Linked DNA regions of Capsicum annuum: region 2 is linked to region 1. The links are chromatin contacts, called in public Hi-C maps. All regions are on one chromosome and are shown on one strand. The core of a region is the stretch at or near the end of the contact, and the rest is flanking DNA. Distances in the headings are between cores, read along the strand shown.

What was found. A called contact is a pair of places that touch in the nucleus more often than the background predicts.
Region 2: a Hi-C map of bud shows a contact between it and region 1, with 4 times the contacts expected there. The contact joins the enhancer-like site here to the promoter of LOC107855602 in region 1. A contact is called at or near these places in 2 of 5 Hi-C or Micro-C datasets (bud and leaf).

Annotation. Positions count from the first base shown.
Region 1 is chr4:195,114,996-195,118,152 of UCD10Xv1.1, reverse strand. LOC107855602 (LRR receptor-like serine/threonine-protein kinase RGI5) reads left to right here and starts at 1,722. Exons shown (of 2, transcript XM_016700616.2): 1 at 1,722-3,157. The coding sequence starts at 2,343.
Region 2 is chr4:195,385,356-195,388,512 of UCD10Xv1.1, reverse strand. No RefSeq gene overlaps it. Among protein-coding and RNA genes, the nearest start is that of LOC107855591, 33 kb to the left of the region's middle. Within about 2 kb of position 1,687, at least 5 of the 5 cell types and tissues checked have an H3K27ac peak or open chromatin away from gene starts, as enhancers often do. A contact at or near this core is called in bud and leaf, where this site is marked.

The DNA.
Region 1 (3,157 bases), core at 473-2,972:
AAAAAAAAAAAGTATTTATTAACTTAAAAACAATTAAAAATACACTTAAAAATATTTGTAAAAAAAATTGACCAAACACAAATTGCTATAAAAAAAATACTTGTTAAATATCTTAACCAGACATGCGTCACGTTAAAAATATTTTTGAAAAAATATATTTTTTAAATGAATTAATTTTAAAAACTTGATCAAATAATTTGTTAATTGCATAATCGGATTCACTCCCATTTAACCTTTCACAATCTCCTAAACTGCCTGCCTCACTCCTCTATCATAAACTTTCTCATCTTCCCTAGGCTCTCTTCCAACCTAGCACTTCCCTCCCCCAACCCCATACCCCCACACCTTACCCCCGCCCCCCCGCCCCCACCGAAAAAAAGAAAAAAGAAAAAAAAAATACTCTTCTTCTTAGACATGGTCTATTTGTATGATTTCTTTTATTTTATTTTTTTTGCTTATAAAGGATAAATAGAGAGGCAGAAACTTATTTGCTTAGTTATTTATGATAGATCGATCAAGCAGAGACATCAGATAATAAAAACTGACTGCAAGCTTACGATTAACAATTATTATACTGCATTCCATCAGTTATATTGATTGATTGGAATGTTAGCTTGTTGATCGTGATAAACTTTGTGTAGAAAAATTGATAATTATATTTGCAAATAGAAAAATAATAAATATAAAAGTTTTATCGTGTTATCAAGAGTTTAAATTGTGCAAGTAGCCTATTATAAAATGCAAGCAAAATTGAGTATAATAGACATAATTAATATGATTCAGTCTTTTATCAAACTTGTGTGTACAAACAGGGCGGATTCAGGATTTTCAGTGAGGGGTTCAGTAGTATATATACGGATTAGTTGAAGGGGGTTCAGCCTCTATAATTTATACATAAAAAAAAAAAAATTTATCATATAAAAATAATATAATTTTTTGATGAAGGAATTCGGATAAACCCTGAAATACATGTACATTCGTCACTGCGTACGAGTAGCCTAATGCATTGAGTTGCTGTACTTTTTAGTTTTTACTCCACGTAAGAGATAAAATCTAACAATTATAGTTTGAAGTTGAATTATTGTGCCTGATTTAGCTTTTTCTAATCAAAATCAGATTTTTATTAAAAACAGTGTCTTGTTAACCACACAAAAAAAGTCATATATTAGAACTAGTCACCAATTTTTATTCCAGCAATCTAATTAATTTGATTAATTGTCTCTAACAAAAATTGTGTTGGAACAGTTATAATTTATGAACCCATCCAAATAATAAAATGGAAATGAAGAAGCAACCAAACAATTATTTTGCATTTTATAAAATCCTAAAACTAGGATGTCCCAAAGATAATGTGAGAATACGTCATTAGATATTATATGTATGTATGAAATGCATCTATATTACATTTATTATAAAAGGCGAATACACTATTATTATTTATATATATATATATATATTCTAGCTTGTAAGCAAACATTTGCCGTTTAAAGGGAGTTTCTAGAATTACCAAAAGAGAGAAACAGGTCGAATTTACAATATGCCTGCAGCAAATGATCTTGAGAATAATTAAGCAGCATTAATACACCACTAAATGGAAATTTTCGGTCCTTAACTGTCCCTTATCTCTAGGACTAGCACTTACCCCCCCTTTTTTTTTTTTTTTTTTTTTTTTTTAAAAATGTCTATAATTGTTATCAGTACAATTTGGAATTTAGTCCAAAACCAAAAAAGAAATATAAATAAAACAAAAAATAAACAAGTACCATTTGGTATTCATAAATTATTGTGGCGCTACAAATCACTTTGTTCAATAAAAACTTTTAAAATAAACTCTTTTGCTGTTTAAATATATAGCTCCGTTTGTTTGCTCTTTAGTTTCTCAAGAACTGTCACTCACACTCAATCCTCTCCACCACCGTCAACCACCACCAACCACCGTCCACCGGCCTAATGAAACACCAAGAAAATGCGAAAATGACAAAAGCTTTTAGTTCATGCTAGTGACCATCTTCACCATCACTACCACCATTAGTAGCTAACTAGCTAACACCGCCGGGTAGGGCGGAGCAAGGAGGAGGAGGAGCTCATTATCTCCGGTAAGACAACTCACACAGTTACTTTAATAGTAGTAGGAGTTTAATATATGTTCCATAAAAGATACACAAGAACTGTTATGTTCACATGCATGGTGTGTAGTTTTTTTTTGAACAAGTTTAGTGTGAGTTTGAAGTAACTTACTTTAGTGCTTCACATGTATATTGTCTCTCCTTAGAGTAAACTTTCAAACACCACCACCATTTTTCTACAACCCCATTTCTTGGTTTTTGATTTTCACTCAAACAATGGAGAAGAAAAGCCACTATTTGTTCACTTACCCTTCATGTCATATCTTGTTTTTCTTGTTATTTTGGTTAAGTTTGAGCCCAAAGATTGTAGTTTTAGTGAGTTGTGTTTCACCTGATGGACAAGCTTTGCTTTCTTTGCTTAAAGCAGCTGACCCTTATGCAAAATCATCATCTTCTGTGCTTTCTTCTTGGAACCCTTTAAGTTCAACTCCATGTTCTTGGCAAGGGATTACTTGTTCTCCTCAAGAAAGGGTTATTTCACTTTCTATTCCTAATACATTCCTAAATCTCTCTTATTTGCCTTCTGAACTCTCTTCCCTTTCATCTTTGCAGCTTCTTAATCTTTCTTCCACTAATATTTCTGGAACTATCCCTCAATCTTTTGGTTCTTTATCTCATCTTAGGCTTTTGGACCTTTCTTCTAATTCTCTTTCAGGTTCTATTCCATCAGAACTTGGTAAGCTTAGTTCACTTCAGTTCTTGTTCTTGAATTCAAACAGATTGACTGGTAAGATCCCACCAGAGTTGGCAAATCTGTCTTCATTAGAAATCTTTTGTCTTCAAGATAATCTCCTCAATGGGTCAATTCCATCACAGTTAGGGTCCTTGGTGTCACTCCAGCAGTTTAGGATTGGGGGAAATCCATATTTGACTGGGGAAATTCCTGCACAGTTAGGTTTACTCACCAATCTCACAATGTTTGGTGTGGCGGCTACCGGTCTTTCTGGTGTTATTCCGCCTACATTTGGGAATTTGATCAATCTTCAAACACTGGCTATTTATGATACTGAAGTATTTGGTTCGATTCCGCC
Region 2 (3,157 bases), core at 438-2,937, 270 kb before region 1:
GCAATACATAAGATTTTATTTTCGATACCATAATATCTGACAACTTTAACAATAGAATCAGCAATAAAATGTCCAGTATGTTTATGATTTTCATCATATAAAAAAGCAAGAATACGTTTTTGCATCACAAAATTATTATCCATCCAGTGACAAGTAACGGTTAAATAATCATTTTTATTTACTGCACGACCAAGATCAGAAGTTAGGGACAATCTACATTGAATATTTTTTTTAACAATGTTGATAAATAAAAATAAAATTGTGAATGAAGTTTAAAAATATCAGACCGACAAGTACTACTAGGAATATCATTAAACATACGATTATAAATTGCTTGTAGATAATGAATAAAGGCATCAGAAGAAGGAAAACTAAAAGGCAAACAACCTACAGCTACCAATTTAACTATTTCTTCCTGATCCCTCAATTTATTAAACTTCTTTGTTACATGACTGGTTGCTGGGTTCATTCTAGTTTGCGTTGACCCACCAACATCTCCACTACCTCGTGCAATATTTAACTCTCTTTCGTGAGCTTCACCTATATGTCTAATTAACGTACTCGTACCCCCTTGCTTACTTCTGCTTCCTTATATATTTATTGACAAATATTACATTGCACCTCAGTATCTGATATACGTTCAAAAAATTATCATGCAACACTAGTTGTTTTACGAGGTCTTGGGGCACGGAGAGGACGGAAAGGGAGATTAACCGATTCAGATCTAACGTTAGCATTTTCTACTGCGGGTGTCTCACCAATATTTTCATTATCTTCGTCTAAATTAACCCCATCTACTTCATTTTCTTCTTCTATACGGTAATTTTTCTGAACTTCTACATAATCCATATCGTGAGCACCTACATCTATTTCTTCCTCAAAAGGTGTACCAAGCGGTACCGGAGGCGAAGGTACACGGGTATATCTATTGCTTGAACTACCTCTACCGCTAGTAATTCGCTTTTTACTACCACTACCGCTTTCGGGACAAAATTTTTTAACACCTTTAGTAACGAGGTTTCTTAATTTATCCATAGTATAAATTAAATTAAACTAAAAAAATTCAAAATACATAAATCTAATAAAATTAAATATTAAACAATTAATACAATAAATAAAAATGAAACGTAAGAGATGGAATGAAAATACCAAATTTTGAAAGTATCCGAAGGTTGCGACTTTAGAAACTTTCGCTCGTACTTTGTAAACGAAAAATTAAAAAATTAAAGTGAACACTTTAAGAAATTAAATATATTGAATGTTTGAGAATTGAGATTCAAGAGAGTAAAAAATTGTGTGAAAAATGATTTGAAGGTATATGGTATTTATAGAATTTTTTTGGGATTAAAAAATAATTTTTAATGTAATTTTTTTTGTTTTAAGAAATGGGCCCAAACTAGCCGTTTGGACCCAAAAACGGCTATATAGCCGTTGGGCCAACGACTAGTTTGGCCCAAAACCCTAAAATAAAAAAAAAAAAGTCATTCTGGGCTGGTAAATCAACGGTCCTACATCGGGTCGAATTAATCTAGCCTAAATTAAAATAACAGGCTCGAAACCCGAAATCCTAAATTCCTAGAACTTATCGGACTGGATCCTTTAAATATGCCAGGTAGGACCAGGTAGGCCGGATCAGCCCGGCCCACTTGACAGGCTTACTCCAAGAACAACAACAATAATAATCCCATTTCTCCTTTTTTTGGCTTAACAACCAGCCCATAACTCCGAACCATACCTGGCTCAAATCTTCACTTTCCCCTTACCCCTTAACAACGTACAACAACAATTATCAACAGCAACAACAAAACGTCAACAAACAACGGGATTCCAACAAACAACGTTAACAACAATAACCGCAACCTACAACAACACAACATTAATAACCCAAACCCGGAGACCAACGATCCGACGAAGACACAGCGACCCCCCACCAACAACCAGGCAATAACAGTCAACAATAGCAGCAACCAAAATCAGTCTCAAATCTTCTATAAATACCCATGTATGTAGAGAGAAAGGGAGAGGATTTATTTGGAAAAAAATTGGGTGTTATGGAGGCGCGTCTCTAGACTCACGCAACCAAAATTCCGGTGAAATTGAGTTAAAATTCGGTGGTGAAAACTTCATCGTCATAGGCTCATCGCCCCGTTCGCTCTTCTCCTTCTTGGCGTTAACATCGATTTTCATAAGTAGTCGTAGTATTATGTGGGATTGATCGCTGTAGACGGCTTCGAAAGCCATAGGTTGTTGTGATGAAATTGTGGATAATGCGTTGAGATGATATTCTTGTTGTTCTGGATCTCACGATTCTCGTTGTCACTGTTTCGGTTTTCAAATTTCGGAAAACGATGTCATCAAGTTGGTTCTTTTTCAATATTTAGTATGCTTGCATCCATATATGTTCTGTTAGGATTTGTTGGAGTAACTATGTGATCAATTTAATCTTTCACTTTGTATAATGCTTATCGTCGTCCTTTGCTTTGTTGGTATTGTTTGTATCTAGATTTAGTTGACGAAGTGGTCATGGGTTTGTTTTGCGCGTATATCTTTCCCGAGAGAAGTCTGCTTGTCCATTTTTAAAAATTGCTATTTTGATAATAATTGTTAATGACAAGGAAAAAGACACAGCACTAAAAAGGAATGCTCAAAAGTTATTCTTGCAAATCTTAGGGATATTTTGTGGTCTATGTTTTGAATATGGAGCTAGGAGGGGAGAAACTAATTATTAAGTAGTTGGCATATCATTACTATAATGTTGGGATTAGTCATACACTGCCATATCACGCTCCCATTTCAATTATCTTACTAATTAATACTAACACTTGTTTGAATGGTTTTCACCTATTGTTGTATAATTTCGTATTTCATTATATTCACATATATTGTTTTGTTTGAAGACGGACTAAAATGATTCCAATGAAAAGTAGCTTTATATGATATGTTAATCATGTTGGCTACTTGAAATTGCTACCCCCTATTACTCCATACAAGTTAATTCTAGAGTTAATAGTGAATACGTACGAATAACAAATTTTTACGTGTTGCTTTCTTGACTAGTTATATTAATACTATTTGATACACGCTAATTCTTATATTTTTCTTGATGCATGGGACGTTGACTTGAGTCTCAACGGACTCCATTCTCTTCATTCCGCAA